3 separate regions of the Mus musculus genome follow, and regions 1 and 3 are each linked to region 2. Evidence: chromatin contacts called from public Hi-C and Micro-C data. All regions are on one chromosome and are shown on one strand. Each heading gives the region's core, a stretch centred on a gene start, on an enhancer-like site or on the middle of the called end of the contact. The rest is flanking DNA. Distances are from core to core; before and after follow the strand shown. Region 1 has its middle 6.1 kb from the start of Gm39717. Region 2 holds the start of Cnih3 (cornichon family AMPA receptor auxiliary protein 3). Region 3 overlaps Cnih3 (cornichon family AMPA receptor auxiliary protein 3).

Region 1 (4,843 bases), core at 1,300-3,799, 53 kb before region 2:
AACCACATGGTGGCTCACAACTAACCATAATGAGATCTGATGCCCTCTTCTGGAGTGTCTGGAGAGAGCTACAGAGTACTTACATATAATAAAGAAATCTTTGGGCCGGAGAGAGAAGAAGAAAAAAAATCCTGTTGCCAGCCTGATATATCCAAGTAGCACGTCTGTGGCCTCACAGGTCTCAGGGATAAGATAGTTGGGTTTTGTATTGAAATATATGGATGTGGTGGCCATGGGCTCCGGAGTATGGAGAAACTGTGTCAGCACCAATGTGGATCGGGTGCCATTTTCCAGACAGAATACTGCAAGCCCAGAATCCACAAGTGTGACCCATCTGCTTCTTATCATCCCACAGCTGCACCAGAGGAACTGATGTTCTGGGTACTGACAGGGATTGAATCCATAGTGATCAAGCCCTAAAGGACTTTTCTTCTTTCGAAATCTCTTCCTATCCCAAGAGTCAATGTCAGGTACACTGGTATATACTGATCAGTGGTAGCCATCTTGCCTGGAAGAGTCAGCCAGCTCAGAATCACCAGGCACTTACAGATTCCCAGTACCCAGTTAGAGCTTAGTCGTATCTTTCCAAAAGATACATTGCCCTCCTAACCTTCAAGGGGTCAGATAGGCCTTTAATGGCAAATAGGGCTTTTGTAGATATAGCCACGTTATGATAAGGCCATTATGTACCCCCTAATTCAGAATGAATGATATTCTCATTAGAGGCAGACATGGGCATAGGCTCAGAGGAGTGGGAGTTGGGGCACATGTGAAGCAGAGACACCCAGGAGAGTGCTGTGAGATTACAGAAGTTGACAGTAAGGTCTGGCCATGGCCAGGAGTACTCAAGATTACCAGCAAACCTAGCAACAAAAGTGTGTTCTTACAGGGTCTGGAGGACTCCTTGTGACACCGTGATTTCAGACACCGGCCACCAGAGACACCACTAGGTTGTGGACAGGGGTAAGGGAACTATAAGGAGTGGAGATGGATGGCTATTGCCAACCAAGTCGTTACAGCTAACTCTGTAGGGTGAACAGGCGACCAGCAGTTTCCAGACCTTGAAGAGTCTGTGATAGCTGCGGGAGTTGGCAGCTGTTGCCAGAATTCCTTCTCTGCAGAGTGTAAATAAACATTTATCCCCTCCTCATAGGCCCCTAGGTATGATTCCATCAAAGCTTTACTTAGTGAACCAGTGACTTCAGCTGATGGGTTATAAGGAGTGTGGGGGACCCCCACACCCCCTGCCAAAGCAGGGGCACTAGGAAGTCTCACTCAGAGTGGGAAGATGGCTTCTCAGAGCTGCATGGATGGACACGCCTGTCTCCCACTTTCCTCTAGTTAATCTTCCCTAGTGTGTGTGTACTCTAGCACCTCTAGAAGCCACAGGCAATTAGGGCAAAATTGCACACAAACGTCTGGGTGGTCACAGGAATCCTAGATGAGGGTGCAGTGAAGCTCCGCACCCGTTCCTCCTCTATAGCAACAAGCAGCAGGCCTCGTGAGATAGTCTCTTGCAAGCAGGCACAGCTGATTTGCTGAAGACGGTGGCTGTTTTGTTCAGAAGATCTCATTCTACAGGAGCTGAGCCTTCTGTGGGGACAGGTGACCTTTCACTTGCAGAAAGGGACAGAGGGAACCAGAGGCCACATAGCTGGCTCCTTTCTCTGCTGACTGAGTCCTCCATCCATGCCTTTGAGCTTGCCTACGCACTGTGTTGATGTTGCTGCTGCTCCTGTTAGCTCTCCAGGATTATCTCCACAACTTGTTGCCGTACAAGATCCCCAACACATTCTTTTCGCTGTCTCATGACCGTCTGATAATGGCCAGAGGGCTTCGACTTCTCAAAACTTCTGCCCACAGTTTCTGGTTCTCTTCCTGGCCTTGGCCTGAAGGCTCTCTAGGACTTGGCCCTGAACACCTTTCACCTTTCTCATGCACAGTGCCTGTCTCTGTTCCCACACTCACCACATCCTCCCCTGACCATGCCATTTCGACTTCTGTGGTTTTGCCGATGCCCTGTATAATCCACCGGCAGTCCAGCCCACCCCTTCCTGTAGCTTCTCTACTGCAGTGTTTCTTCTCCTTCTGCTCAGAACTCCAGTCAATTGCCTTCCAGACTGTGAGTTCCATAAGGGCAACCGCTGGATTCCGTCCACCCCTGTGACCCAGCAGCCTCCACCACACAGGGTTCCATTCGTAGTAGCCTCTTGATGGATGCCCGCAAATGAGCGGATACTATCCATGTCACACAGTGTGGGTAATTGGAGCTTGGCTGTGAAGTCTGTGGCAAGAGTTCTAGATCGTCTGATCTTTTCCACAGCCACAAGTTCAAACCAAGGTGATGCCGAGGCTGGGGATGCAGTCTGCGGGAAGTCTGACCAGAAATACACCGTCTCTCCTTCCCTTTTGTGCCTGTGATTTTGTTTCATGATCTCGAGTTGAAATTTTCTCTTGGAAACTTGAAACATAACCAAAATAGCTCCTACTGTGTCACCCAGTAATAAAGCGTTCCGAGCCCTTCATTTCCCTGCAAACATCTCCCTTGAAAATCAACTCTGCTACAAAGTGGGGCTAATTCAGCTGCCACCCATGCGGATGCAGTTGTGAGCAGGAGTTTAAAAGGGACATTTTTAGCTTCTCCAAAGTGTCAACAAGCTAAGAGTTTCATTCATGTAAAAAATGTAAATAAATGCAGCTGTATCTAAGTGGCCGTGTGGACACAGCCGTGCTAAGCTAAGTGGCCATGTGGACAGTAAGCCTGACACAGCCGTGCTAAGCTAAGACACCGGGAGGGGGTGGGCACACCCTGACCGAAGCACCCAGCTTGGAGGGGAGTGAAGGAGCACTAATAAATATATATATTTAGAAAACTCATGTGGTAAAACTTGTACCCACAGCTCAAGTTTGTTTGTTTGTTTGTTTGTTTGTTTGTTTGTGTTTGTTTTTGTTTTTCTACTGTGAGAGCTAGCAGAATTCATAACGATTGCTTAAGAAAAACAAAGAACTGGCTGCTCACCAAAACCAATGGAATATTGACAACAGGAAGTTCATACATATAGAACTTGCACGTTCCCACTCTCTATCTCTGAGCTCAAAATAATGAAATAGTCTCAAGTTCCTCGCTGGGATCCTTCATTCACTGTATTAGAAGAGTCCTCCAGAGTAATGGAACTTATACAATGAGTCTCTATATATAGAAAGGGGATTTATTAGAATGGCAGGCTGTGGTCTAGCTAATCCACGTATGGCTGGTTATGAATGGGAAGTCTAAGAATCCAACAGTTGTTCAGTCCACCCAGCTGGATGTCTCAGCTAGGCTTTAGTATGCACCGGAATCCCAAAGAGGTAGGCTCTAACGCCAGCGAAAGACTGGACTTGCTAGCAAGGCAAGGGCAAGCAGGCACAGAGCAAAATTTTCTTCTTCTTAAAATAGGCTCCCAGCAGGAGGTGTGGTTCAGATTAAAGGCTTGTCTCTCTGCCTCTAGATCCAGATTAAAGCCTGCCTTTTTCCCCCCCATTTCAGAGGATCTGGATTAGAGATGTGTCTTCCTACCTCAAAGATTCCATTAAGCTAAAATCCCTCACAGGTGTGCCCTCCTTTTTTTTTGGATTTTAGTTCCAGATATAGTCAAGTTGACAACCAAGAATAGCCTTCACATTAAGTTAAACGGTGTTCGAGTTTCAAAAACTAGATTGCCAGAAATCAGCTTTAAAGTCTGTTTGAAGATAGAATGTAGTTTTTCATTAACATGTCATTGAGCTAAAAAAAAAAGCCAAGTCTGATGATCTGAGGTCCAGCCCTGGGGCCATCGGATAGAAAGAGAGAACCAATTCCTGCGAGTTGTCGTCCGATCTCTGTGGGAACAGGACTGGGGGCGGGGGGGGGGGGGGAGGCAACAGAGTCCTGGGATGAATCCCAGGAAACCCTACTCCGGAGACCAGCATCAGGGCGCCGATCTGAATTTTTTGCGCAGCCCATAAGCCTACCTACAGTGTTTGAGCCAATCCTCATCTCTTAAACCCTTGTATTTTGCCACATCTTTGCCATCCTCCAACGCAAGCCCTGCCTAATGAGGTTACTCAGAAGAAGTGGGGGGCGGGGGGTTGTGAAGTCAGGGGAGGCAGCCACCACCCTGGCCTCAAGTCCTTTTTTGCTGTTTCACCAGTGTTCTGGGAGCCATCTTAGACCTAATGCCATATAGACTCTTTGAGGAGTCACAGAAGTCTGTGGTGCCTGGCTCTCCATCTCACGTTTCCTTCACACATTGACTTCTACACCCCCCACAGATCTCCATGCGTACCCTTACCTCAATAAATAAGCAAACGAGCAAGCAAGCAAGCAAATAAATAAATTAATATATTTTTAAAATGTCATGTAGCCAGGTTCCTGAGCTAGCCCACTAAAGCCATTTACACTTAAAATATTGATAGCATATTGCATTTTTGTGAGAAAATATAGTAAGAGAACATTTTCATCGTTATATTTGTATTTATAGAAATAATTTAATGTCCTGTTGTTGATATTTATTAACAAAGGTTTTTCAATTTTACTGAATGATGGTGTCTGTGGAAAAGTAGATTTAATTAAAGGCTGAAACACACATGGGTACTGTGGTGGAAATTCTAAAGGGAAAATTTGGGCCTTTCCCAAGGCTTGCTAATATGTTATTATATGCTCCTGTTTTTTTTAATCTTTAATGACCAGTATATTCCAATTATATTTATATTCCAATCACATTTCCAAATATACGGTATCCTTTTCCTAATATGGACGAGTCATTGAATATAATACTTAATACTTACCATTCATAATTAAGGTCATTTTGGCTTTGGTTTGTAG
Region 2 (4,507 bases), core at 545-3,044:
ACATCTCGGAATGCTTTTTCATTAGTGTCTATTCAGTGTTTAAAGTAAAGAGTTTCCAGACTTAGAAAGACAAACATTGCATGTTCTCTCTCATAGTGGGACCTAGCACCAAATCTTGAGATTTGTGTACTTGGAGAGTCTGTAGAATTTAGGGGTGTCTCAGAGACCAGCAAAGAACAAGGGATATTGTCATTTGCTCCAGGTTGCCCACCAGAACTTGATGATAAGGTTCTATTGCAGAAGACAGGAGATGGAGAAATCAAGCTAGCATTGATTAGGGAGTTTCCTCTCTGCTTTCTACCTTTCATAGTACCACAAGGAGCTATGCAGGCTTCTGAGTGTATGTGTGGCTCATCAACAGTCTTAACCAGCTGTGAACCCAATGAATCTGAGTAATGACAATGTGGCAAGATATGCCATGGGCACAACAGTGGCATGAATGTTAAAGGGGCAATCAGCTGCTTCCCGACTGGGTTTAAGGTCTTTGAGGAGGAAACTCATGCCTGCTACTATATATCTGGCCCAGAATCCATGGTTGGGGAATTGTTCATGTCCAGAGGACACTCTCTACAATTTTGCTAAATGGAACTAGTATCAAACTGTCCTCTAACTTTGTATCTCTATACCTATAGGTTGGTGCAGCTCTTAGATCTCATGAGGGAAGTTGTTTTGTGCCGTGGAGGGCAGTTAAGGTAAATACATGACCTGTCAAAGTGCAGTGGAGTGCTCAGCCAGCCACAAATGGACAATCATATCACACTCCTTCTCCCTAAGTTTCAGGGACCATCATGGAGAGGTGGCAGAAAAGGGGCCAAAGCCTGTAAGATCCAGAGGTTGGGGAGGATGGGAGCGAAGCATTCTTTTCTGTACATAATCCGATGTTCTGAGGTGCACCTCAGATTCCCGGGGGACTTGCTTGCTACTCGTCTCTCAGGACATTTCTTCTTGCTTCCTGTGCTGACTCATCTGAAATCCAAGTTCTATCTGCAGGGTTGGATTTTTTTTTTTTTTATTGAGCAATTATGATACAATTTTTTAAGATGCTTAACCTCTGTGACAGAGGTCCCTACATTTACGGATTGACTGGGTACCAATTGCTCCCTGCTAGGTCCTGTTGGGTTTGAAGACACTCAATTGCTATTCAGGTTTTATTTAAGGAGGCTAAGAAAGTTGGAGGTAGGAGCGAGTCTGCTTTCAACAGTAAGCTCTTAGTAATGTAAGCTCTTAGTAATGCCACAGAGCAACACAGAAACACTTTCTGCACCCTTGCCTTATCCCCTCCTCCCCCACCTCCCACTCCCCACTGACCAGGTTCCAATAATCCCAAGGTCAGATGGAGCAGGATAGTGGAGGATGCGAGGGATGGGCGCTGATTCAGAATCCTATGGGGGGCACAGGGTAGAGCAGTAAAGGCACCCTAGATCAGAAGTAGATTACAGTTTGGGAAATCTGCCTAAGCAGGACCCAACCAACAGGAGCCCTCCACTCCCTCGATCCCTCACTTCCCTGCTCTGGTGTGCTCCAAAGGGCTGGAAGCCTAGGGGCGGCCGACGCGTTGTCGCCATAGCCTTCCGCCTTCCCACTCTCTCCGGGCGCACGTGCTCAAAGAGTCCCTGCCCCTCCCGCCTCCGCGCGCGCGGGGCCGCAAGTTTCCTACGAGAGGCGGGCGAGCACCGCATCTTCTCTCCGCCGCCTCCCTGGCCCCCGCCGCTGCCGCTGCAGTCTCCGCCCGCGGGGAGGGCGCGCTCTGGAGCCGGCGAGGGTGGGGCGCCGCGAGGGAGGGGTCCCAGCGCCGCATTCCTCGCGGCGCCCGCGGCAGCAGCAGAAGCAGCAGCAGCAGCAGGTGGAGCCCCATTCAGCTGCGAGCCGCTCTTGGCCGGAAACCCGCGCCGCAGCCGCCTGGCCGGGAGCTGGCCCTCCAGGCTGGAGCCCACGCCGCCCCGGCCCGACCCAGTTTCCCAGGCACCGGGTTACCGAAGCCGGCGGCCGGGGGACGCGGTTGGGTCCGGGGCCGGATGCATCTCAGTGCGCATAGCTGCGCTGGGAGACCCCAGCCCGGGGCGCAGGGCTAACGGGACCTGGCCCACCTCAAGACTTGTGCTCTGGGGACAGAGCGGCTTTGGGATTCGGAGTCCAGGCACCTGGCCGGAGGCTGTTGAAGTCTGGGTGTCGTGCTCACCCCACCTCTTTGCTTGGGCACCAACAGAGAGAGCTCTTTCCAGAGGACCGGACCTCCTCGCCTGGTCCAGAGTGGAGTCCTCGCACCCGGTGCCTGTTAGTTTCGAGAACCTTTCTAGTTGACACTGGTCTGCAGGTGTTCTCTGCTGGTTAGGTTTCTTCTTCGGCTAGGGGGACTGTTGCTACCAGAGGCATTCTGTGCCTGTGGGCGCTCCAAGTCCCGGGTCTCCAGTCCTGCCAGAATCGTCCGGGCTTCGCTGACCCTCAACTCTGTCTCTGCTTGTCGTGGGTGCTTCTAGTCGTTTGGGTTTTTACCCGGAGTGTGTAGACTAGACATCTTTCTGACTGCTAATTGGGAAGGCACTGGTCTCCAGGGAGCGGCTTTGTGTGTGGTGGGATCCGGGGTCCTCAGCCATGGCCTTCACTTTCGCTGCTTTCTGCTACATGCTGTCCCTGGTGCTCTGCGCTGCGCTCATCTTTTTCGCTATCTGGCACGTGAGTAACCTGCAGAGGCTTCTAACTCTCCTGTACCCCAAAGTCCTCCCTCCCCCCACGCCCACCTCATTTCCTCATTTCACCGGCCTTTTAGACATAGCAGGCGTGGGCGGACCGCGAGGTCAGGCAGAAGTACTTTCTGGGCAGACCTTGTCCATCTCCCCTGTCCCGGGGCAGGAGACACAGTTCTTGGCATCCTGAGACCAGGCGGTACCGCGCCGGGCGCCTACCTGCCTTGGCTGGAGCCAGTGACTGGTGGAGCCTCCCTGCGGGGCACATTCCTGGGCGTGGCAAGGTGTCCCAGCCAGGCCAGGAGTAGTGGCTCAAAACCCCATCTGCTGGGCTTCCGCACCCCACTCCCTTCTCTCCTGCCTGCAGGAGAGAAGAAGCCCTGCCAGTGTCCCAGGCAATTAGTCAAGTAACTATAACAACTAAACATTTAAAATGTCAGCATCTGTGGTGGGTTGCGTTTAGACATAATTGGAGACGAAGTGGAAACACAACCAGAGCGCCTTGTAAGAAAGAGGAAGCAGGGAGAGGCCAGGCAGGAAGGGAGGGAAATCAAGAGAGATGGGAGTGAAGAGAGAAGAGGGACGGAGGAAGACCGGGATAAATAAGGCTCTAGGTGCTGTAGATCTGACCAGGTCCCATCATCCCCAGGGCACGAGCTTCCACTCGCCATGGAGTGCAGACGGGTCCTAGATCGTCAGGTGTGGTGTGTGGAGCTGTGTGGATCGGAGGACTCCTAAAGGGGAGTAAGGAGGAGGACACAGGAGGATCTGATCTCCTGGGGACTGTGTCACATTTCACAAACCCTTGACCCACTAGCTTCCTTCCGAGGCTGCTTATGGGCCCTCTTCTCACTCTGCAAAGGCCGATCAGAAGGGCCAAGGTTCCAGTGATTGACAGGCACCACTAACAACTCAGTCTTGCCCTTCCAGCAGGGTTGGAGGTGATGGAGGGACCCTGAGATGAGCTCCTGGAGGCCTGGCTCTGGGGAGCCTTGGAGAGATTGTGTACAACAGGAGATGACCTAGAAGGAAGAAGACTGAGGCGCAGTTGAGATGCTGATGTTTTGTCTGAGTGGTCTGTAGTGTGAGAGGGTTTATCTTAACATAGTTCCCTGAGTCTCCTGCTCTAAGGGGCCAAGTGACAAGGAGCAGAGGGAACGCGCCTGGGGAGGAGGAAGGGACTTCTAACCACCGGTCCTGAAAAGACCCTGTAGATCACATCTAAGCTTCCGCTTCTTCCTAAGCTTGCATAATCACATATCATTTAGTTTAGGGATATAGAAATAAGAGGGGGGGGGTGTCCGATGTAGGAATTTGAGGGCTAATAGAAAAAGTCAGTTAGATGTGATGGGATTTTGTCCTCTCTGCCCTGGAATAATGGATCTGTTCTACTGCACACAGTTGGACTTTGAGGATGTTGGCAATTATAAAGAAAAGAAAAGGAGAGGAGAGGAGAGGAGAGGAGAGGAGAGGAGAGGAGAGGAGAGGAGAGGAGAGGAGAGGAGAGGAGAGGAGAGGAGAGGAGAGGAGGGGAGGGGAGGGGAGGGGAGAGGAGAGGAAAGGAGAGGAAAGGAGAGGAAAGAGAGAGATTGATTCCTGGATAGGATGAACAGGGATTCCAGGTAGGAAGTGCTCAATCATACAGCAGAGTTCTGCTCCCTTGTTCTAAAGGAACTTTCTCAGCTTCTTCATATTTGCAAAGGCTTATACATTCTTGAAGGCAAATACTTAATTTGGTGTTTCTTCCTGGTTTTGCTTTGCCTGGAGAGTGGGAGGTCCTGAGAGCACCCGTGACTCCTTCAGACTTGATGTTCACTGCACTG
Region 3 (4,174 bases), core at 469-2,968, 43 kb after region 2:
GTCATCTGGGCTGGGGGCTGTTACCCAGAGCCTTCCCTCTGTCTGTAGTGCTGGGGTTGGACAGAGAAGGGCTCCTTAGCCTGGCTGCATGGCAGAGAGGCTCAGGGTCCTACAGGCTGCTCTGCTGTCCTCCTGCTCCTGCTGCTCAGTGGCAGGGTCACCTCTGTTAACGAGCCAGTGTACACAGCCATCCTCATTATATACATCTCTTTGGGCTTTCCCTGACCTGGTGACTGTTGGCTGGAGGCAGCATGGCTCTGCAAAGAGTCGCAAATCAGCCAGGCTGGACACGGGCCAGAGTCCTGCTCCCTTGGCATCTCTCCTAGACGTGCAGGGCTCTGAGCTATCTTTGTCTGCTGGTGACTGAACAGCTATCAGAGGCACAGCACACAGCCCCAGAACTAGCTGCATCTGCTAGTCTGGCCCAGACAGGGGTTGAAGATGCCAGCGTGTTCTGTGTTCAGGTTATGTTCTCCATGTCGGTCCAGGGACAGGGCAGCCGAGGTCTCCCTTGCTGGTTTGTCTGCTGATCGTAGTCCCCAGCTGTGACAGGGTGAATGAACCCTGCAGTCTCTCTCACCTACCTGCTTTCTTTCCAGTTGTTACCTGTGTCTTCTCCATAGTGACAGCTTTCACTAGACTTAGATTGTCAAGCTGATGACTTTGCCTTAGACCAGGGATGAAGACTCATAGTCAGGAGTATGGGAAAAATATCTCAGGGACAGCAACCAGTTAAGAAAGTGGCATCATTACCTACTGAGCACTGGCCCTGGGACTCTTTGTCTCTTTGCTTTATATATGTTCCTTCTTCTCCTTTTTCTTCTTCTTCTTTCCTTCCTTTTTCCTTCTTCCTCCCTCTCCTCCTCTTCTCTCTCTCCCCTCTTCTCTTCCTCCTCTTCTTTTCTCTCCCTCTCCTCCTCTTTCCCTCCCCTTCCAGCCATCTCTGTATGTTTTCATGTGTATATGTGTGCATGTGTGAGTGGTCACGGGTACACATGGACACATTTTAAGTGGTCCTCACGCTCACATGGAAAGCCCTTCAGTATGGCGAGCACATTTCTGAGCTGGCCATCTCTCTAGTCCCCATCATTTCTTTTGCTCCTTGCAGTGGCTCTGAGATAGGAACTATAATTGTCCTTTCTTTATATTTGAAGTGATGGAGGTATTATTGTTCTTTTTTTTTATTATTTGAGGTAACTGAGGTTTGGAAAGGTTAATAAAACTTGCCTGCAGTCACACAAATCAGTGAGACAGATATTGAATCCCAGCAGGGTCCCTGTGACTCACACAGAGCCCGAGCTCCCTGTGGAGTTGCCCCTCAGTGTGGACACAGAGGGAGTCCGTGCTCAAATCTAGCAGAATTCTCATTTCTGTACTCTGTACTGTGGGCTAGGCCTCTTCTCCACACTCCCTGCAGCCCGCTGAGGCAGGAACATTAGTCTTCTTATTTTATAAACAAAAAGGTCACAGTCTGGGGAGGTAAAAGGTACATTCAAGGTCAGGGAGCTAGTGATGGGTAGGTAGGTACCTATAAAGATGGAAGATACAGGGACTAGGGGTAGCTCTGCTTGTAACATGAGGGGCATATGGGAGGTGTCTGAGAGAATGGTAGATGAGGGACCACAGTGATTGTGGCTGAGTCAGCCTTCTTTAGCTGTGCTCAAGTGTCTGGCGTGATTGGCTTAAAGGAGGGGAACTTCTGACTCACAGTTTGTAAGTTTTAGTTATCGGTCAGTTCCTCTCCTGTTTTGGGACCTGCGATGAGGTCATTGTGGGGAGGCTGTGCTGGAGCACAGCTGCTTGCCTAGAGGAAAAGAGAGAAAGAAGAGAGATAGGGCAGGTGGTGGGGGGATGATGGAATATGAAGGGCTGAAATCCCACCAATATGCCCTTCAAGGCCATGTCCTAATGACGTAACTTCCTCCCACGAGGCCACACCTCCTAATGATGTAACTTCCTCCCACTAGGCCACACCTCCTCAAGCTTCTACCACATAGCACCACAGGCTGGTGACAAAGCCTTTAACATATAGGCCTTTGGGGACATTTAAGATGTATATTATTATGGCAGTATAAAGAGATCAGAGGATCATGGGACTGAATGTGGTGTATTGGTGGTCGGGGGTCAGATATACAGGAGCAGCAGACAGAAGGGTGGGTTCCATTTTATCCCTAATCATTGGCCCACTCTGCCTAGTCTAAGTGGCTCTGCCCCTTTAGACTCTGCTATGGAATTGGCCTGGTCCCATCTTGTTGGCAGGCCATAGCACAGGGATCCCTGCTCAAGATAAGAGCAGCCGCTGCCCTGTGACAGTAACAAGCTGTCCTGTGTGTGCTGTCGGGGAGATGCATCTGCTGACCCTGCTTCTCCAAAGGGCCCCACTAGATGAGACTGGTGGAGTCAGGACATGACTGAGATCTCTGTGTTGGCTTTAAAGTGCTTTCCTTGGTCTCATTAGCTCCTGGGCACATTGTTTGGGTATCCTTAGATGACAGAGGGCTGGTGCCAAGCCTGCTGGGTCACGGCCCATGTTGGTATTGATGGGTGTACTATGAAGTGTTCTTTATTCCGTCTCATAAGGGAAAGTGAATCTCATTAGCAAAGGCCGAAGACAACTAAGGAAGAGGGTGAGTGCTGGACTCCAGATCTGACCCTTTGCTGGCTGGCTCTGGGCATTACAGAGCACAGACTATCCAGTGACAACGTTATGAGTGATAGCTACTTTTTGATTATGCTTCATGGTCCTCGATGGCTGAGCAAGGACTGGGATAAATGCTTGGTACTTCATAGAGCCCCAAAACAACTGTCTGAGTCTAGAACCAGTGCTCCATCCTTCCCAGGAGCACATGAGACATTTTCCTGAGCAGCTTAGAATCAGCAAGGGAAGAGACTTAGGTAGTACTCAAGCTGCACTCATTGGTTGGGCGCTCTGTATCCCAGCCAATCAAAACGCTTCCGTAGCCTGCTTGCCTTCCAAATGTTGGCACTCCCTGCTCTAACAGGACCCCAAAGCTTGGGATTTTTCTGAAGGCATTGCTTCTATTGGAACAAGACATGGAGAGGAAGTGAGATGGTGTGTTCTGTGTCTTTCATGCACAGGTTTGGGGACTTATAGGAGGAAGCTACTTTTCTGGGGGGAGTGTTTGTTTGGGGTCAGAAATGGTCTGACCCACGTTCTCAGGTGGTGCTCACAGCCATTTCCCCCAGACTCAGACTCAGATTGCGGGTGCAATGCTTTTGGTATTTTGAAAACAGGTGTATTAGTTCTCTGGTGCTGCCTAACAAAGCACTTCTTCCTACATCAGGTAGATTACAACGAGGGCTTACTCTCTGCTCTGAAAGCTTAGTGCATGAAGACGAGGCCCGAGGCCCGGCAGGGCCACAGCACTAGAGGACCCTTCTTGGCTAGTGGCAACTCCTCAGTCTTTGGTGTCCCTTGGCTGAGAGCTGTGTCACTCTAATGACTATCTCTGCCTGCCCTTTATACTATATAATTGGCCTTCTTTGTATGTCTAGTTTTGTCTCTCATAAGGACACTCTTAGTGGACTTAGGGCCCCTGCTCTAGCATGCCTTCAACTTTTCTAATTAAATCTGTAATGACACTAAGTAAGCTCATGTATTGAGGGTCCAGGTGGACATGACATTTTGGGGTCAGTATTTAGAAAGAAGAAATCAAGTGTGTGACCTTGATGGTCCTAATGCCCCAGGACTCTGAACATAGAACTCAGTTCCTCTAGGCCAGTGGTTCTCAACCTATGGGTTGCACAACAATCCCTTTGGGAGTTCAATGACCCTTTCACAGGGTCACCTAAGACCATTGGAAAACACAGATATTTACATTATGATTCATAACAGCAGCAAAATTAAAGTCACGAGGTAGTAATAAAAACAATTTTTATGGCTGGGGGTCATCACAACATGAGGAACTGTATTAAAGGGTCTCAGCATTAAGAAGGTTGAGAACCACTGGTCCAGGCTGAGTTTCTAGAGACATAAGATCCGAGCTCATGTGTCAGAACTCTTTGGACGTTGCCTGCCAGTGCTCACTTGCCCTCCAAGGTGGTTAGCCCAAGCTTGTGCTCTGGTTTCTTGAGTCTGACTTGCTAGATTCATGGTGTATTTTCCGTGTTGCCTCTGTACTACCCAGCATCCACTGCTGCACAACTTCATGCT

What was found. Hi-C and Micro-C count contacts between places; a contact is called where the count stands out from the background.
Region 1: a contact with region 2 is called in a Hi-C map of neutrophils, with 1.9 times the contacts expected there. The contact joins the enhancer-like site here to the promoter of Cnih3 in region 2. A contact is called at or near these places in 10 of 39 promoter capture datasets (the 3T3-L1 cell line, 3T3-L1-derived adipocytes, the HPC-7 cell line and 7 more), 16 of 484 Hi-C or Micro-C datasets (the BV-2 cell line, the CH12 cell line, ECoMG-derived neutrophils and 11 more), 3 of 115 datasets of contacts at active chromatin or transcription factors (double positive thymocytes and embryonic stem cells) and 1 of 9 other capture datasets (pancreatic islet).
Region 3: a contact with region 2 is called in a Micro-C map of muscle stem cells, with 4 times the contacts expected there. The contact joins the enhancer-like site here to the promoter of Cnih3 in region 2. A contact is called at or near these places in 5 of 39 promoter capture datasets (embryonic stem cells, frontonasal cranial neural crest, hippocampal neurons and 2 more), 1 of 484 Hi-C or Micro-C datasets (muscle stem cells), 6 of 115 datasets of contacts at active chromatin or transcription factors (the 3134 cell line, VIP interneurons, embryonic forebrain and 2 more) and 1 of 9 other capture datasets (pancreatic islet).

Annotation. Positions count from the first base shown.
Region 1 is chr1:181,297,307-181,302,149 of GRCm38.p6, forward strand. No RefSeq gene overlaps it. Among named protein-coding and RNA genes, the nearest start is that of Gm39717, 6.1 kb to the left of the region's middle. Within about 2 kb of position 2,550, at least 19 of the 459 cell types and tissues checked have an H3K27ac peak or open chromatin away from gene starts, as enhancers often do. A contact at or near this core is called in neutrophils, where this site is marked.
Region 2 is chr1:181,350,834-181,355,340 of GRCm38.p6, forward strand. It overlaps Cnih3 (cornichon family AMPA receptor auxiliary protein 3), which reads left to right and starts at 1,795. Exons shown (of 6, transcript NM_001160211.1): 1 at 1,795-2,673. The coding sequence starts at 2,593.
Region 3 is chr1:181,393,688-181,397,861 of GRCm38.p6, forward strand. The region is part of intron 1 of Cnih3 (cornichon family AMPA receptor auxiliary protein 3); the gene reads left to right. Among named protein-coding and RNA genes, the nearest start is that of Cnih3, 43 kb to the left of the region's middle. Within about 2 kb of position 1,719, at least 91 of the 459 cell types and tissues checked have an H3K27ac peak or open chromatin away from gene starts, as enhancers often do. A contact at or near this core is called in hippocampal neurons, muscle stem cells and pancreatic cancer cells, where this site is marked.